3 separate regions of the Zea mays genome follow, and regions 1 and 2 are each linked to region 3. The links are chromatin contacts, called in public Hi-C maps. All regions are on one chromosome and are shown on one strand. The core of a region is the stretch at or near the end of the contact, and the rest is flanking DNA. Distances in the headings are between cores, read along the strand shown. Region 1 holds the start of LOC103653702. Region 2 overlaps LOC103653707 (flavonoid 3'-monooxygenase CYP75B3). Region 3 holds the start of LOC100273702 (putative protein kinase superfamily protein).

Region 1 (2,700 bases), core at 103-2,602, 180 kb before region 3:
AATTATTATAACTATCAAACTATGCCATGCTGTGTTGTACAGCCTGTAATAATGTCCACTGATAATAAGTAATGGTCTTTGGACCATCAAATTTTGATGAAAATTTTACGTACAGAGGTTCAGAAAAAAGAGAATGGGGAAGATAAGACACAATGTATTCGATATTCATAGCTTCAAAGTATGCATTGCAAATAACACAGTATAGAAACTGGCCTTATTAAATTAGGGAACTCAAAATTAATGCAACCTTTTTTTTGGGTCAAGAATAGAAATTCAGCAGGGATCAATGAAAATTAATGGGCACATCCAGCAATGCACGGCAACAGACACTTTATAGTTCAACATTGTTTTTTTTAAGGAATCATCGATGTGAATGTCCAGGTTGATGATACCTGACTATCACAATAGCCGTGTGTTACTATGCCAAGTCGATATTACTAATAGCTCCATTTTTGCTCCTTGATGTCTCTTTTCTGTTGAGCGAACCAAAATCTTGTGCTACCGAATTTTCATACAGGAAGTTCCGACCAGAAAAGAAATAGAACAAAGTAAGGAACTTGACAAGAACTTATTGGTCTTGGCACAAAGAATAAAATGGAAAGAAGTAGCAGTATCTGGCACAGATAGAGGAAAGTACTACAGCGTTTAAATTGGATCGATTAATCATCTAGTAGTTTCATAGACGAGGTCCACATGACAAGGACATGCTCAAATTCCGGGAACAGACAGCAGCAGCAGAATAGGGTAACACAGAACATCTAGATAGCAGGAGCGACTCAGGGATTGCGAAATACAGACTGGGCAGTGGGGATGGCGACGCTCAAGGATGCCGGCGAAGCATGGGGGGAGCGGGGAGCCGCCTGGGTCAACCAGTCTCCTGGTCGAAGTCATCGCCATCAGACTCCTCGACGTTGTCTGCATCGTCGTCCTCCACCTCAGCGTCATACTCCTCCTTGGTGTCGCCTGTGGGCTTCCCGATGATAATCAGGTGGCTGTTGGTCTTCCGGATCTCATTCAACTGAGCGACGATCAAAGTGAAACAAAGGGAAGCGTCATCAATCACCCATTGACATCGCGTGGGCTCTGGCCAGGGCAAGGAAAGGGGACGCGAGAGGGGGGGGGGGGGGGGGGGGGGGGGGGTGATTAGAGAAGGGGCAAGGGATTGGAGAGGACCACAGCACCTTGTCCTCGAGGTCGGACTCGGCCATGGCGAGGAGGACCTCGTCCTCCTGGGAGGTGGCCGGCACGGGGAGCAGCGTGGACGCCGGGATCAGCGGCGGCGATGGCCACTGCCGCATCAGCGCCGGGAATTGCAGCATCTCTGCTCTCTGTTGCTGCCGCCGCAGGCCCGCAGCTTCGTTTTGGTTTGGGGTGACGAGTGGCCTGTGGAGCAGTCGGGCAGGACTCGGAGCGGCTGTGGCTTGTGGCGGAGGCCCTCAATTGATGAGTGCTGCTTCCTCCATCCCAAATCAAAATCCATTTTAGATTTTTAATAAATTTATACAATAATTAATAGATGTGTATGTTTTGTATATGTATTTAGATTTATCATCATTCATTTGAATATAAATATAAAAATCAAGAAATAAAATAAATATTGATTTGGGACGGAGGGAGTATTAATAAAAGGTAAGTCTAATCCATATACAGTTGTTTAGACATTTTTTTCGAAGAGCTTATTTAAGAATATAGATTTCTAAATAATCTAGTTGTCATGAGAATTTGGATCATAATATAAAGTTCCAGAAAGCACGCTTACATCTAAGATCTGCTTGCACAGCAGTTGAAGGACCCTTGAAATGGGCTCTCAACTCGACCGTTGTCGAGTCATGAAAATAGACCTATGACTCTTCACGTGCTATCGATCTCGCCAATGGGGATGAAGGAAGAGTACACCATTTCATGACCGCCGCCACCGCCATATATCTGACATCGCAGTCACACCCGGTCCTCGCCTATGTGCTGTCCCGCCTCCTATTGTTGCTTGCTCTGAGGACACCATGCTCCCCGTGGGCGCCGGAAACGAAAAACATCTACTCGATAACACACACAAAAACTGGAACTTGACACAATGTTTTATGTTGCAGACAATCTACAACATTTCAGTTCTTCTTCACATTTTATTGTAGTGAAACATGCAGGAACTGAATGCACCCGACTACCCAAGCAAACCTTGTGTCGTGCACAAATACGTGTCCATCCCCACATCGCACAACGTGTTCTCTCGGTCGCAAAATGAAACTAATCTCCCACACTAGCTAAGCACGCATGGCCTCCACAAAACTAGGGCTTATACGCATGCAAGAAACTAAATAATGCATGATTAACCAACCTAACATCTCCCCCTAAGCCTTGCACATATGTTTCATGTCGACGAGGTTGAGCATGGTTTGTAACTGCACAAACTAGTACCGCCCAAGAGCCTTCGTTAGGATGTCCACTAGTTAGAGCTTGGTGTTGATCGACTCCACCTTCACCTTGTCTTCCTCGATGCATTCTCGAATGTAGTGGTATCTGATGTTGATGTGTTTGGTGAGATCATGAAAACATGGTTCTTACTCAGCTCGATTATGGATTGTTTGTCAATGTTTAGTGTGAAGGCATTGGTCTCTTCTCCCCTGAGCTCTACAAGGAGGCGCGCTAACTAGACCCCCTCGCACGAAACTGTTGCCCCATCTATCTATTCAACCCTATAGCTTG
Region 2 (2,700 bases), core at 158-2,657, 220 kb after region 3:
CCCAAAAATCTTCATTGGTCTTCTCAGGTTAGTACACGTCTGACTTTTTAATTTGCGTTTATTATTCTCATTATGCACCCAAAGAAACATCCAACGATTTGTGATGATATTACATGGGCTCATCACACGTTTATGTGCATGAACCTGCGCTTGTGTTGCCAGCATGACTCACAAAAACATGTTTTTGTGCTTTTTAGTTTTTGTGACTAGAAGGCTGTAGTTCAGTGTACAACCGTACATGGCTTTCTTTTGATGGATGTAATATTTTTCATATTCTTTTGCATTTCAACTTTATTGTGATTTTCTGTTGCATGGCCTCTCAGTATAGAACTGTCGAACTATAATCCTTCCAAAATCATACTATTACCAAAAAGCTAAAAATGATATGTTTGATCCAGCAATGTTCTGTCTCCGTATTCCCTGTCATGGTGCACTCATTAAAACTGCAGCCCACTTTTACTTTTTACATCTGAAGAATATGATTAAGAATCTGGTTTTACTTGATTCTTGACTTGTAGATACATTTTTCTTTGTATGAGACCCCACAAACTGCGGCGACCCTGACCCGGCCACCACGCCGCCATACCCTCACAGTACTTGCATTTGTTTCATAGAAACAATCTACCGTTCCTCGCAAGATGGAAGTTTATTTTGTATTGTAAGGTTAACCTTCATTTATTTTTTTTAAATGGTGAAATTCTGGAATCAATAGTATGTGTTTGTTTGATTTGGAGTCATATGGATTATTTTTAGGCGTATTGTGTGTCTGGGGTTTGCGTTTTTTTGTTTAGTAGCATAGATGTAATTCTGTTATTTGGTGGGTCTCATCCTCCCTTTAGAGGAAAGCTTGTACTTCGGATATTCTTTTCTTTCTTATAAATACAAAGATTTACGACTCTATTGCAAGTTAGAGGTAAAAATAGTGTGTTTGTGCAAGCTCAAATCTTTTCTTATAACAGTATAACACACATTTGTATATAAGTTATTGTGGTATTATATGTTTCCGTTGCAACGCACGGGCACTCACCTAGTATCCTAATAATTTTTTTTGAAATAAACAGACAAACTTTGAACATAATTATCTCCCACTAGCCAAACACAATACACCACCCCAAACATTTGTAGTCCTTTAACTTACGCACTAAGATCCATGGATAACCACATGTTCTGAATTAACGATTTCCAGCTACAAATTTCTGGAGGCAGCCGCGGGGCGAGGGCGATGATGGCTGAGGCTGGGCATGGCCCACGGTGCGGATGTCCATATTGGACCCTTAATAGCAGAGATTAGAGTTTACACACATCAACAAGAGTGCCGAGTTGACAATTCCACGACCCATGCGTGCATGCGAGAAGGACGGGGATAGCCATCGAGAAGAGAATCCTTTTTCTACTGCGCTGCGTAGGCAGACGGCAGCAGTCTGGGCGCGGGCCGGACCATCAACGGCACGGCGCGCTGCAGGGTGAGCCCGTAGGCCTCCTCCATGTCCAGCTTTTCGGCGGTGACGCCATCGGCGAGATCCCATTCGAGCGCGTGCACCAGCGTGGCCGTCATGAGCGTGACCATGCGCAGGCCCCAGCTGAGGCCCGCGCAGATCCTCCGGCCGGCGCCGAACGGGATGAGCTCGAAGTCGCTGCCTTTGACGTCGACGCCCGCGTGCGAGCCGCCCGGGAGGAAGCGCGCGGGCCGGAACTGGAGCGGCTCGGGCCACGCCTCCGGGTCGCGGGCGATCGCCCACACGTTCACCAGCAGCGTGGTGCCGGCGGGGATGCGGAACCCGTCCACCTCGCACTCCTCGGCGGCGACGCGGGGCAGCGACAGCGGCGTGGACGGGTGCAGCCGGAACGTCTCCTTGATCACCGCCGTGAGGTACGTGAGGCGCGGGAGGTCCGACTCGGACACCAGGCGGTCGCGGCCGACGACGGCGTCGAGCTCCTGCTGCGCCTTCCTGAGCACGTCCGGATGCCGGATCAGCTCGGCCAGCGCCCACTCCACCGTGCTGGATGTCGTGTCCGTCCCAGCCGTGAAGAGGTTCTGTTTGTGTCCATATATATTACACTAGGTCTATGTCCGTGCGTTGCCACGGAAAACACATGAAATCGTTATATATGTGGTACCGCAAATCAAACAAAGTGAAAAACATGAAATATTTATACACACGATATTATAAATAAAACAACATATCATAGCAACAGTGAGAGATCCATCCATGCCACAAACGAGCATAGGAGAGAGCTGGAGTGTGCCTTTTCATCACCTTCTTGACACTGGCAGCAGCTACTAATAAACGACTACTAATTAACTACTACTACTATTATTTATGCCTACTACTCACTCACTTACTATCATATACTTATCATAGGCCTAAGAGCTAAAAAACAAACTGGACTTGTTTCTTCTCTGTTGTTGTCTTCACTGTCCCCTCCTTCTCCCACTCTGAAGAAGATTACACCTCTCCAAAGGTATTTCTTTTTTCTTTATCAAAGCTTCTCTATGCTCGGTTGATGGGGCCGGCCATCATGTAGCCATATTAGTAGTCCCCTGCGCACAACAGCCCGTTAACACACAGATTATGACCATCATGATTCAGGATCTATGCTGGCATATACATGCATCATGGTCATGGGAGCAGCAGCTAGCTTATTATTAATGGTTACAGCACTATCAGAAAGACAGGCACAAGGAAGGTTGTTGTTGAC
Region 3 (2,746 bases), core at 45-2,544:
TAATGTAGAAGAGGTCTCATATACTATATCGATTTAGTTCAACCTCTTCTAAAACTTTTTAGGGCTCCGTCCCTATAGATAGGAATGAAATGTTGCTAGTTGTTGGAACTGTCCTGACACGTGGTTAGGTGGGTCCAACACTCAGGAGACAAGTGGGATCAGGTGCACAATGAGACAACAAGCAAAGAACTGTAGAGCTTTGTTATGCTTGCCCCATCTGTATAGGGTAGGGTATTTATAGGTGACCAGGAGGGGTAATGGGTCCCTAAGTACTGTTACACCCCTAGTTACCTGCTATATTCCCAGAATATTTCTCTCAACGAGTCATTACAATGGGTGGAGTACCGTAATCCGGTCGTACTACAAAATCTACCCGCAAGGGGGCTTACAAGTGGGCCTAGATGACAACCGGGGGGGGGGGGGGGGGGGGGGGCGGAGTCCTCGGCTTCTTCGTAGTCTCATGAAGTCTCAAGTCTCCACCTGCGTGTCGCACCCTTGGTTCAGCGAAGTCAGCGTCGGAGGCAGAGCCTCCGTGGTTCAGCGAAGTCACGTCCTTGCCTTCGCTTGGTCCGGGCATCACCGTCGGTGAAATGCCTTGGGGGAAGGGGGTGACTGGGGCCCTCTGCTTAACTCCCTTGTGAGAAGTCGTGTGAAGACTGCTATGTGTCGAAACTGAAGTACCCTTCGTCTGATGCTCATGTGTAAAAAATATTTTTTTGTAGTCGGATTAGATAGATCGAGGTCAAGTTCAGCTTCCGCCCCAACATTAGTTCCTGGTTTTCCCATAATCCTACATGCATATCCGGTGGCAGTCGAAATTAAGGCTACATGGAAGAATCAAAAGTTTCAGCCCAAAACTACCAAAGTTTGTCCATCTGATCTACTATAGAACGAAGCCATATTCGACGGAAATGTACAATTATTTTATAAAATAGTCCGAGAAAAATGAGATTGCACGTGAATTACAAGATTTTACTTTAGCCACTATATATGTTGTCGTAGTTATTTTTGTTTAAGAGTGTCACTTTAGACCTAGTTTAGATACTCTATTATTAACCCTAATCCACATGTATTGAGGTAAATTATGGTGTAACTTAAAGTAATTTACACCGTAATCACCTCAACACAGTAATCAAACAAAGCCTTACAGACGCACGTAATCGTCGTGATGAGCAATACTTGTTTTGTATTATGCCATTATTTTACATCGCGGGTATTTAGCGGTTTCTCACAGACGTTGTAAATATGGCCACAAATTAGTAGCAGCCCACTGCCCACCGAGGCAGAGTAGAAACCCCATCATGCCGCATCACGGCATCACGCGCGTGCCTTCCTCGACCCTCGCTACTGCTACTGTCTCGTCTCTTGCTCGCATCGTCTGGGGACCGCGGAGCGGCGGCGGCGTGGCGCAGCGGCACGGCAGCCTCCCCCTCGCTCCTCCTACTCCGGCTCTTCCCCTCTCCCCCTCAGCCCTACGCCCCTGCGCGGCTGCGTGACCTGCGTCCAGCCGCAGCGGCTGGTGCCCATCGGCGGCAAGTAGCAGAGCAGCAGCAGCCGCCGGCGGTCCTCCCCTCCCCCTCGGCCTCGCTCCGGCTCTCCCAGTCCCAGCTCGAGCTCCGTACTGAAGGTTGAAGCAAGGTGAGCACAGCCAGATCCATTTCTTCAGAGTAAGACTTGAGATTTTATTTTATTTTATTTTTGCATCGCGTATATAGCATAGCCAGCCGTTAAATCCTGACTCCGCCACTGGTCCCCAGGCCTCCATCTTTGAGACCCTCGCGGGCGACGAGCTCTAGTCTTCTGTTCCTGCTGTGCGAGACGGAGCACCCAAACCCAAGCTATTTATATTCGGATCTGATCTGATCCAATTACAAGTGTAGTTTACACGTACTGTGCCTACAACCTCGATTTTCCGTCTCCTCTTTGCAAAGAAGTATTGAATGTATACTGGGTATGCGTCCTAAATTAAGCTGCGTGCTTATTGTAGAAGCCGCGCATAAAAAGGTGGCCCTTCTGGAAGGATCGCGCGGGCCAAGCATGTCTATCACCATCATGAGTAATACCGGGTCGTGATGCAATGGCGTGCGCTGTTTTTTTTTCGTGATAGTTGGTTGACATGAAAAAAATTGCTGTAGTTTTGCTGGACCGCGTTCAGGCCACCCACTGGTTAAGTTTAGGTACCCTTGCATTTGCAGTGTTTATGGAATTTATTAGGCTTCTAGTACTTCATTCTTTTTTTTTTACTTCTGCTCGAGTAACATTCTAGTTCTTCTCTAGGTGGTCAGAGGTACTATCATGGTAGCCTGATGTGGAATTTAGTCTAATGTGCATGATCATTCTGTTGCATTCATTTCCGTTGATGTGCTGTGTCTTTTCTACTGAACTTGTGAATGCTTCCAGAGTAGATTTTGTCAAATACAAAGGACCTTCTAGCACACAGCCATTTCCTGCTAGGTTTTGTTAACGTGTACTAAGCTATTGTGTATTCGACAAATGCTATTTTTGGATGGTATTCAATCGCTGCTTCAAACTATAAAGGTATACCTGGGCCTCATGTACACACCATTACTTGGGCACAGGTAATAATGTTCAACCTAGAAAAACCCCATATATTTGCTGAATTCTACCTTTTGGAAATATCCAAACGTACCGATGTATTATGAACACCCCCAAATAACTTCTACAAGGAGAAACACACAGCGCAGGAGGTACTTCCGCCACTGCCCCTAACAAATCTAGATCGGTG

The links. Hi-C and Micro-C count contacts between places; a contact is called where the count stands out from the background.
Region 1: a Hi-C map of leaf shows a contact between it and region 3, with 6 times the contacts expected there. The contact joins the promoter of LOC103653702 here to the promoter of LOC100273702 in region 3. A contact is called at or near these places in 12 of 25 Hi-C or Micro-C datasets (bundle sheath, ear, leaf and 3 more) and 2 of 3 datasets of contacts at active chromatin or transcription factors (leaf and seedling).
Region 2: a Hi-C map of ear shows a contact between it and region 3, with 2.5 times the contacts expected there. The contact joins the enhancer-like site here to the promoter of LOC100273702 in region 3. A contact is called at or near these places in 2 of 25 Hi-C or Micro-C datasets (ear and tassel).

The regions. Positions count from the first base shown.
Region 1 is chr4:134,827,405-134,830,104 of Zm-B73-REFERENCE-NAM-5.0, forward strand. LOC103653702 reads right to left here and starts at 1,353. Exons shown (of 2, transcript NM_001320346.1): 1 at 1,182-1,353; 2 at 639-1,018. The coding sequence starts at 1,319. The coding sequence ends at 866.
Region 2 is chr4:135,221,159-135,223,858 of Zm-B73-REFERENCE-NAM-5.0, forward strand. LOC103653707 (flavonoid 3'-monooxygenase CYP75B3) reads right to left here. Exons shown (of 2, transcript XM_008680536.4): 2 at 1,146-2,035. The coding sequence ends at 1,391. It overlaps LOC103653706 (zinc finger CCCH domain-containing protein 53), which reads right to left. Exons shown (of 13, transcript XM_035967329.1): 13 at 2,135-2,542. Among protein-coding and RNA genes, the nearest start is that of LOC103653706, 8.6 kb to the right of the region's middle. Within about 2 kb of position 1,408, at least 11 of the 20 cell types and tissues checked have an H3K27ac peak or open chromatin away from gene starts, as enhancers often do. A contact at or near this core is called in ear, where this site is marked.
Region 3 is chr4:135,003,985-135,006,730 of Zm-B73-REFERENCE-NAM-5.0, forward strand. LOC100273702 (putative protein kinase superfamily protein) reads left to right here and starts at 1,295. Exons shown (of 8, transcript NM_001360295.1): 1 at 1,295-1,638; 2 at 1,758-1,887.